Linked DNA regions of Zea mays: regions 2 and 3 are each linked to region 1. A link is a contact called in public Hi-C data. All regions are on one chromosome and are shown on one strand. The core of a region is the stretch at or near the end of the contact, and the rest is flanking DNA. Distances in the headings are between cores, read along the strand shown. Region 1 holds the start of LOC103642624. Region 2 holds the start of LOC103641398 (putative protein of unknown function (DUF594) domain family protein). Region 3 holds the start of LOC100280218 (Double-stranded RNA-binding protein 3).

Evidence for each region. A called contact is a pair of places that touch in the nucleus more often than the background predicts.
Region 2: a contact with region 1 is called in a Hi-C map of leaf, with 5 times the contacts expected there. The contact joins the promoter of LOC103641398 here to the promoter of LOC103642624 in region 1. A contact is called at or near these places in 3 of 25 Hi-C or Micro-C datasets (ear and leaf) and 1 of 3 datasets of contacts at active chromatin or transcription factors (leaf).
Region 3: a Hi-C map of leaf shows a contact between it and region 1, with 5 times the contacts expected there. The contact joins the promoter of LOC100280218 here to the promoter of LOC103642624 in region 1. A contact is called at or near these places in 4 of 25 Hi-C or Micro-C datasets (ear, leaf and tassel).

What each region holds. Positions count from the first base shown.
Region 1 is chr10:92,813,396-92,816,095 of Zm-B73-REFERENCE-NAM-5.0, reverse strand. It overlaps LOC103642624, which reads right to left and starts at 1,256. Exons shown (of 3, transcript XM_008665853.2): 1 at 1,129-1,256; 2 at 583-1,041; 3 at 341-496. The coding sequence starts at 1,134. The coding sequence ends at 341.
Region 2 is chr10:92,973,308-92,976,007 of Zm-B73-REFERENCE-NAM-5.0, reverse strand. LOC103641398 (putative protein of unknown function (DUF594) domain family protein) reads left to right here and starts at 1,429. Exons shown (of 2, transcript XM_008664755.3): 1 at 1,429-1,641; 2 at 1,728-2,700. The coding sequence starts at 1,733.
Region 3 is chr10:92,659,606-92,662,305 of Zm-B73-REFERENCE-NAM-5.0, reverse strand. It overlaps LOC100280218 (Double-stranded RNA-binding protein 3), which reads left to right and starts at 1,306. Exons shown (of 5, transcript NM_001153149.1): 1 at 1,306-1,543; 2 at 1,786-2,029; 3 at 2,197-2,444. The coding sequence starts at 2,199.

The sequences.
Region 1 (2,700 bases), core at 7-2,506:
CTCAATCCATATAAATTGAGGGGGTTTCAATCCCTAATAAGTCAAAATATTTCTCAATCCGTATTAATCCCCTCCAATCCATATAGATTAAAAATAACCGAACAAGCCCTCACTGGTGCCCTTCGCAGCGGAGTTATTTGAATTTGTAACACTCTCGTCGCGCGGCTTCGCCACTTTATAACTCCGCAACCGTGCTTCGCCAGTTTGGTATTATGGACGAAACCCCCGCGCCGTTTTGGTACTGTTAATGTCCCGGCCTCTGTAACCTTTTCTTACCTACGGTAAAAGTCATTGTTGCCCCTCGCTGTAACCACGGCGCCCCTCGGTGAAAACCTAACTCTCATCCCTTTCCACGGCGCCGCCACTTCCCGTCGAGCTCGATCCTCCGATAGTGCTCTTCCTCCGATGGCGGCTCCGTCGAGGGGGAAGAAACGCCTAGTGGTCGACGTCGATGTGGACTTGAAGTGCATGTGTGCTGATCCACGATTACTGTAACCTGCACACAGAAAGGAATCATTGTGAGCTTCCCTAATTTCATCCACTATCGAGAGTACAATAAATGTGTGCTAAAACATTACTCACCACTACTGTGGGAGACCCGGCATTCTGTAGCCTTGCATTGATTCTCCATGGACAATCACCTCCTTTGCAATAAGCTCTATATCTGAAAGGTGAGCTTGACTCAATTCCTAACTCGAACTCATTACTGATCGCATACTGCCTCATAGCCAGCCTGAATTCTTTCATATCCTTGTACAAACTACCAATCTTCATTATTGGATTTGATCTGTTGCAAACAAATACCCTTTCTTGTGGTATGCAATCATTGCAGGGCAAAGCAACAGTTTCATCATCAATTTCATCGCTTCCGCGGACACCAAACGATCTACTAGTAAAAGCATCTTGCCTTTCAGTAGTTTCACGTTCATCTTCTGCTAGCAATCCTAACCGATCATAAAGCACTGACTCTGAGGCAGTCTGTTGTTCTCCTTCTTCCCATCTATCATCAATCTGTATTGCCCCCCAATCAATTTCTAATACCTGAAACCAAAGGATAATACACCTATGAAGTACTAGGCACAGGTACTAAACACAATAAACTGCTGTATACTGTAAATTGAATCAAACCTCCATTGTATGTTGCTCCCTAAAAAGAAAATTTAGGGGATCCGACAAATCCGAGGTCCTGACCGGTGCATCCACTCTTTCCACCGGAGAACCAGTGGGAAGGCAAGGAAGGGGTGCCTCCGAGCTCATAACCGGTAAAACTTGAGTTGAATCCGGGGAGTGGGCGGAGTTTTCTATCTCCATGCAGCCGGGGCAGGGGAACCAGTAGCCAGACGGCTGCGCGGGATGCAGAGGGCGGCTCGGGCGATTCTCTTTCTTCAGACGGGGGCGCGGGCACCAGCTCCTTGCTCACACGGCGCGGGCACTAGCTCCTTGCTCACGCGGGATGCAGAGGGCGGACATTGCAGACGGCGGTGCAGAGTCTCCGGCGGCGCGGGCGAGTCTGAAGAAATAGGAGTGTGCAGTCAGCAAGAGCGGACTAGGGGTACTTTAGTCCACGGCTGTACACAAGCGCAACAAAACGGACGCTTACAGAGGACGGGACATTAACAGTACCTAAATGGCGCGGGTGTTTCCTCCATAATACCAAACTGGCGAAGCACGGCTGCAGAGTTACAAAGTGGCGAAGCCGCGCAACGATAGTGTTACAAATTCAAATAACTCCGCGCGACGATAGTGTTACAAATTCAAATAACTCCTTCGCAGCGGAGGCCGGCTCGCCGTCGCGGAGGAAGGAAAGTGCTCTTAGCCGCAGAGGACGCCTCGCCGTCTCGGAAGACGCGGAGGTCCTCGCTGGACCCTAGAGTACCACTGTCAGGACGCCGCCAAGGTCCAATTCGGAGGCGGCTACGTCGGATTAAACCACGTTGGCCGGTGTTACGGCGAGATCAACGACGGTCGTCTTCTCCCGCCGACGCCTCCTCTCTCCCACTGGGACCCTTCGCTGCGGAGGTTGTCTCACCGTTGCGGAGGACACAAAAGGCCTAGCAGGTGAGGCGGCTGCCGTAGGAACCACAGCTCAGATGTCGCCAAGCTCCATTTCCGTGGCGACTACGTTTTGCTGGTTTCTTCTGACTTGAGCAGAGATTCGAATGAACCAAATTTGACTCCAGCTATATTAGAGTGATGGGCAATGCTAGCAAGAAGAAGCAGCTGGAGCTGCCGGCCGCCTCCACTGATGCCAAAGTGCAGTGCCCTCACTATAAAAGTGATGCTGTCAAGTTTAACTGATCCTTACAACAACTTTAACTACTAAGGAAGTTCATTTGTGTGCGCTCTATGGAAAGCATTCCAAATCAAAAAAAAAAAGTTGATGGGAGAAAAAGGATGTAGCTACCAAGCATTCCAAAATTTGAGTATTTTTGCATTGCAGTAGTTGATTTTGTGGTGTTGGTAAGTAACTAGGTGGCCATGCAAAAGTGCATGCCATGAAGCATAACCATTGGTTGGTTGTTTCATTTGATGATTCTTCTGTAGGCTATTGTATTTCTTTTGACCGGAGTTTTGTAATTAGTATCTTCCAATCTGGATCTCTTTGTGATGAGGATTCCATAGTTAGTGTTGTTAAAGAGCTGTCAAGCCGTGGAGATAAATTGTGTTTCAGTTCCATCTTACAATGTCTCCTGGCCATTG
Region 2 (2,700 bases), core at 180-2,679, 160 kb before region 1:
CCGGAGGTGGGCGCCAATGTTGGGAACTTGTCCTCAAATACTATAAATTAAGAACAAGGCAACACAAGATATTAAATGTTAATGCCCTTCGTCATTCGAAGCATTATTCCCCTCAGGATATAATGATCTTCAGACGAAGGTCATGAAGGACGTACCTTCATCATTGCAGTATAAGTTAATATAAGAAGAATCATATGAAATATAAGAGACAACATGAACAATCATATAACATTATTAATTTATTCTTATTATATTATCATGAAAAGACAGAAACAATATTGAATTACAAAAGTACCTTTGGCTTAACAGAAGGCAAAAAATACAAGCGTGATGCAAAAGCGAGAACAAGTCAGCGTGAACAGTACGGGGTACTGTTCATCTATTTATAAGCACAGGACACAGCCTATGAGAAATTACAATTATGTCATTTACATTTGCTATTGGCTTATAGAAAAATCTATGAGGACTGAACAACCTTTTCCCTTTTAAGTCGGTTCCCTTTTCTGCGATTTAGCCGAAGCTCCCTTTCACACAGCTTCGGAGCGACAACAACCTTCGTCACGATCAAGCTCCTCATCGTGTCTGCTTTTATCATGAATCCGAAGATACCTGTCCATAAACCATACTTGGAAGACATTGTTAAATTATGTTTTTGATGACCTTCGGAGGATGAAGGTCCCCAACAGCTTCTTTATTGAGGATTGTCACTTAAGCTAGCATGTATTTTAAAACTTATAAATGTTTCATACATTCAAATTGTAATCTTTTTTAATCCCTTTTGTAATCAACTCCGATGATATATATTGTAATCTTGTTATAACTTATAAATGTTGTAACTTGTAACCATTTTGTAATAAAGAATTTCCGCTGCAAATGTTTGTATGTGAGTTGTGTTTACTTAATCTTGCGATCTTGATGATAAGTGGTTTATCCGGGGTCCTTGGGACAATCGGATGGATCCTGTTAAGTTGTTTGGTGCACATGCATATCCGTCTGAGGTCTTTGAGACAAGGACAGATGGATGTGGGCTCAATAACTTAGTAGGTTCTGCGACATTGATATCCTACACGCAAGATCTTACCGTGTTAAACAATGAAAACAAATTTTGGCATGCCAACCGGACAACCGTCAATGATTGTGGGCTCTTGCATCCCCATCACATAAACCTGCAGAAGCTTCTCCAGTTCTTGGCAATAAATGGTGACTTAGGCTTCCATCAAATGGCCACAGGTGCTCCTTTTGGATCGATTTATATGTTGACTATATATTGTATTGATGGACGTTTGTAAGTTCATACCTATAGTATTAACTGATGACTTATTATATTATTAGTGGAGATCGCCTCCTACAATATGCAAGCCACCAGCAATCAACAGTTAATTATTGCTAACGCTAATGCCACCATACAGCGATTGATGATTGACGCAGATACATGGTACAAGACCTCGCTCCGGCCCCTTTCTCTTCGGGTCAAATCGTCGCCATTCCTCTCCTTCTGTCCAGCTACATGATCCGCTGATGCAGGCGAGCTATAGGCTTCTCCCTTTGCAGATGTTGACAATTCATAGCATTTGCAGATATTGACAATTCATACAAGTATCTCTGATGTGTTTCCGTCTCTATATATAGTCTACTTCAGAAGTGTGACTCCATTCCGTTAAAACACATTATTTACCTAAAATTCCAATATTTGTATGTAAATATTTACTTTTTCCCCTTCTTTGTAGCAAAAATGGCCTTTCGGCCACTCGAGGTGTGGAACCGTTGGGCCATCCAGATCCTGCTGCTGCTGAGCCTCGGCATGCACGTCCTCCTCCTACCCCTCGCCGGAATCCGTCGACGTCGAGCCCCTATGCTGCTTCGGGTTCCTCTGTGGCTGGCGTACCACCTGGCCGACACCGTCGGGATCTACGCGATCGGGCTCCTGTCCCTGAGCAGCGCGGTGCGCGACCACCGGCTGATGCCGTTCTGGGCGCCCTTCCTCCTCCTGCACCGCGGCGGCCCGGACAGCATCGGCGCCTACGCGTTCCACGACAACCAGCTCTGGCTGCGCCACCTGCAGGTCTTCGTCGTCAAGGTGCTAGCGGTCACCTACGTCCTCTACATACATCTCCCGAGGCCGCCGGCCGCTAGAGGCGACACCTTCCTTGTTCTGGCCGCCCTCCTGATGTGGGCCGTCGGCGTCGCCAAGTACGGGGAGAAGGTGGCGGCGATCAGGGGCGGCAACAAGAGCAGCATCCGTAGCTCTCTCACGAAGGAACCGCCCGCCGCCAGGCACCACCACATCCACCACTGGGACCACGGCCTGCCGAGCAAGGACGCCGCCGTCGACGAGGAAGAAGCTTACCTGCGCCAGGCACATCACATGTTCCACATCTCCAAGCGCGCCGCCGTGGATTCCTGGCTGGAGAAAGACCCCGAGCACAACACCCTGGAGATGCTCAGGGCGCTCAGGAAGCAGGACGGCAGGGGCATGTGGGCGTTCGCGGAGCTGCAGCTCTCCCTGCTGTACGACGTCCTCTACACCAAGGCCGCCGTGATCCACACCTGGCCGGGCTACCTTGTCCGTCTCGCCTCGTCTCTCGCCGTCGCCGCCTCGTTCCTTCTGTTCCGTTTCAGCGACGGCGGCCGTCGATACGAGGTCGACGTGGTCGTCACCTACGTCTTGCTGGTCGGGGCGTTCGGGATGGAGATGGTGTC
Region 3 (2,700 bases), core at 57-2,556, 150 kb after region 1:
GCGATTCGGTCGGTTGGCGTGGCGATTTGGCCAAGGTTGCCTCTTGGTGAAGATTGGGCCTCGGGCGAGCCAAAGGTGTGTCCGTTGCTGGAGGGGGGTCCTCGGGCGAGACGTAAATCCTCCGGGGTCGGCTGCCCTTGCCCGAGGCTGGGCTCGGGCGAGGCGTGATCGCGTCCCTCGAATGGATCGATCCTTGACTTAATCGCACCCATCAGGCCTTTGCACTTTGTGCTGATGGGGGTTACCAGCTGAGATTTAGGAGTCTTGAGGGTACCCCTAATTATGGTCCCCGACAGGATTGTAACAGATAAGTACCATATTAGATATGTTATGTAACGGATTTGGCTTTGAGTTTGTTAGAGTTCCTAACAGATATGATAGGATTGTAACAGATAAATACCAGATTAGATCTGTCATGTAGTCACTCCGAGTCTATATAAATACATGCCACCATAACATCTCAAGCCATTCATCATAGATTCATCTTCTCTATAACCTCGCAGCAGCGCCGCCGCCATCCAAGCCAACTGTATTTAGAAAGTGTATATCGAATTGTCAAATCTAGAGAGTAAATAGGATTGAATAGCAAGTAACAAAATTTAGCAAGTCTAATTAAAGAACTATTGAAGAAACATTTTTTGTTTATTTTTAAATGTAAAATTTAGAGAGTTGTTTAGAGAATTGTTGGAGTTGATAAGGAACCAAACGTACCCTTGGTATCAGCTCGGCGTTAGCTAACCAAAGCTATTATTATCCCAAAAAACATGGATCTTAAAATTGGACGGCTGAAAAACAGTGTTAGAAGCATCATGAGACTCTCGAGCATTTCCTTTAAAGCGTCCTCTAATCTAAATTTTAGAGAAGATTGTCCTCATTGTCTCTAGTATCGTTCTCTAAACGGTTCTCTAAATATAGAGAATGTTGTTAGATCCTCTATATATATAGAGAGTTTTTCTGTGATCTTCTCTATTCATTTTAATATTTAAAACAACATATTTAACAAAATTAAAATATATACAGTATATTTTATAGTACGTACATAAATTAAAGTAAAATATGTATCTATCATTGATATTTACATATCACAGATATTTACGTATAGAAAATGAGATATAGAGAAATTTGTTGAAGTAGAAGGAGATATAAAGAAGAGAATATTTTAGAGAAGACCATAAAATATGAATATAAATGATGAATTTAGAGGACGCTGAGAGCGTGTGTGAGAAGGTGTGCGTGGTCGAAGCGGATTTGACTCGATTTTGTTTATAACAACATCAGGCAGGCAGCTACCTCGTGATAATCAAAGCTTAATTAATCCCGAGCGAAAATTATGATGCGCACATGGCTGCCCCGCCGGACGAGAGATGATTATTACAAGTAAGCACGAGGAAAGGGAAGAGAAGAAGAAGAGGGCTCGTCTCGTCTTGCAGGCCGGAGGCTGCGTCGCTGCCCCGCCGGCGCCGCCGTATGCCAGTTCTTTGTCAGTCCCTTCGGCAGGTCTTCGTGGGTCCTTCTCCTTCGCCGGCGACGAGCACCCACCAAGGTACGCGCACCCTCTTCTCTTCCCTAACCGCGAGCGCCCGAACCCTAGCTTTAGCTATTTGGCTATGGATTTGATCTCATCTGTGTATACATGCCTAAAAGTTTCGTTTTTTTTGTTTATTTGTTTGTTTGAAAAAATTATTGGGTGTATACACCATCATACATGTGTACACCCCCATGTCCTTTCACTTGGTTGGTCCGTCTCCGTCCCCGTTCGCGCCGGTACAACTGAGGCGTCAGCAGAGAACCTTCCTGCAAGGCTGCATTGATCTCGTCTTGTTGTTTCTGGCCCAACACTTGGTTTATTGCTCAACCTTAACCCCGGACTTGTTCTTCTACAGGACAGCGGGTACAGCGCTAGTTATTGCTTCACCTTCCTTATCTTTGCTGCAGCAACTGGAGGCCGAGGCTTTTACAAGGAGCTGGGGAAGAATGGGCAGAAGCTGCTATCGAATCTGAAGCTTTGCTTGGCACACCAGCACTGGAGGTATGTGTTTCTTTCTACCATGGAGATGTTCCCTTTCGTGCTGTTCATCCTTTTATTTATGAAATATATGTCTCTGTGCCAGGAGATGCTTTCTTCATATCGTTCCACCTTGTGAAAATATTATGGTCACACGTTTAGTAATTACATATGCGTGTGTTTCGGTGCAGAGATGTATAAGAACCAACTCCAGGAGCTTGCTCAGAGGAGCTGCTTCAATCTGCCGTCCTATTCCTGCATCCGGGAGGGACCAGATCATGCACCCCGGTTTAAGGCTACAGTTAATTTCAACGGGGAGATGTTCGAGAGCCCAGTGTTTTGTTCCACTCTGCGGCAGGCGGAGCATGCGGCAGCTGAGGTAGCACTCAATGAGTTATCAAAGAGGGGGCCTTCGTCGACGCTGGCTGCCAAAGTTCTGGTTAGTTTTGTTGATACCTCTGGAAGCATGTTGCTTGTGTGGAGAATCTCCTTTTGAACATTCTACCTAGAGACATTAGTTGACTACCAGGACAGTGTACTCACCTTAGATAACTCAGTAATTTTATTGTAGGATATGTTAAATAATATCCTTCCTCGGTTTCGACCATAAGTATAGCAGCGAACAGACGATCTCATCTTTCATCTTTGCTGGCCATCTGTTGATAACTATCACAAGCTTAATAATCTTACAAACA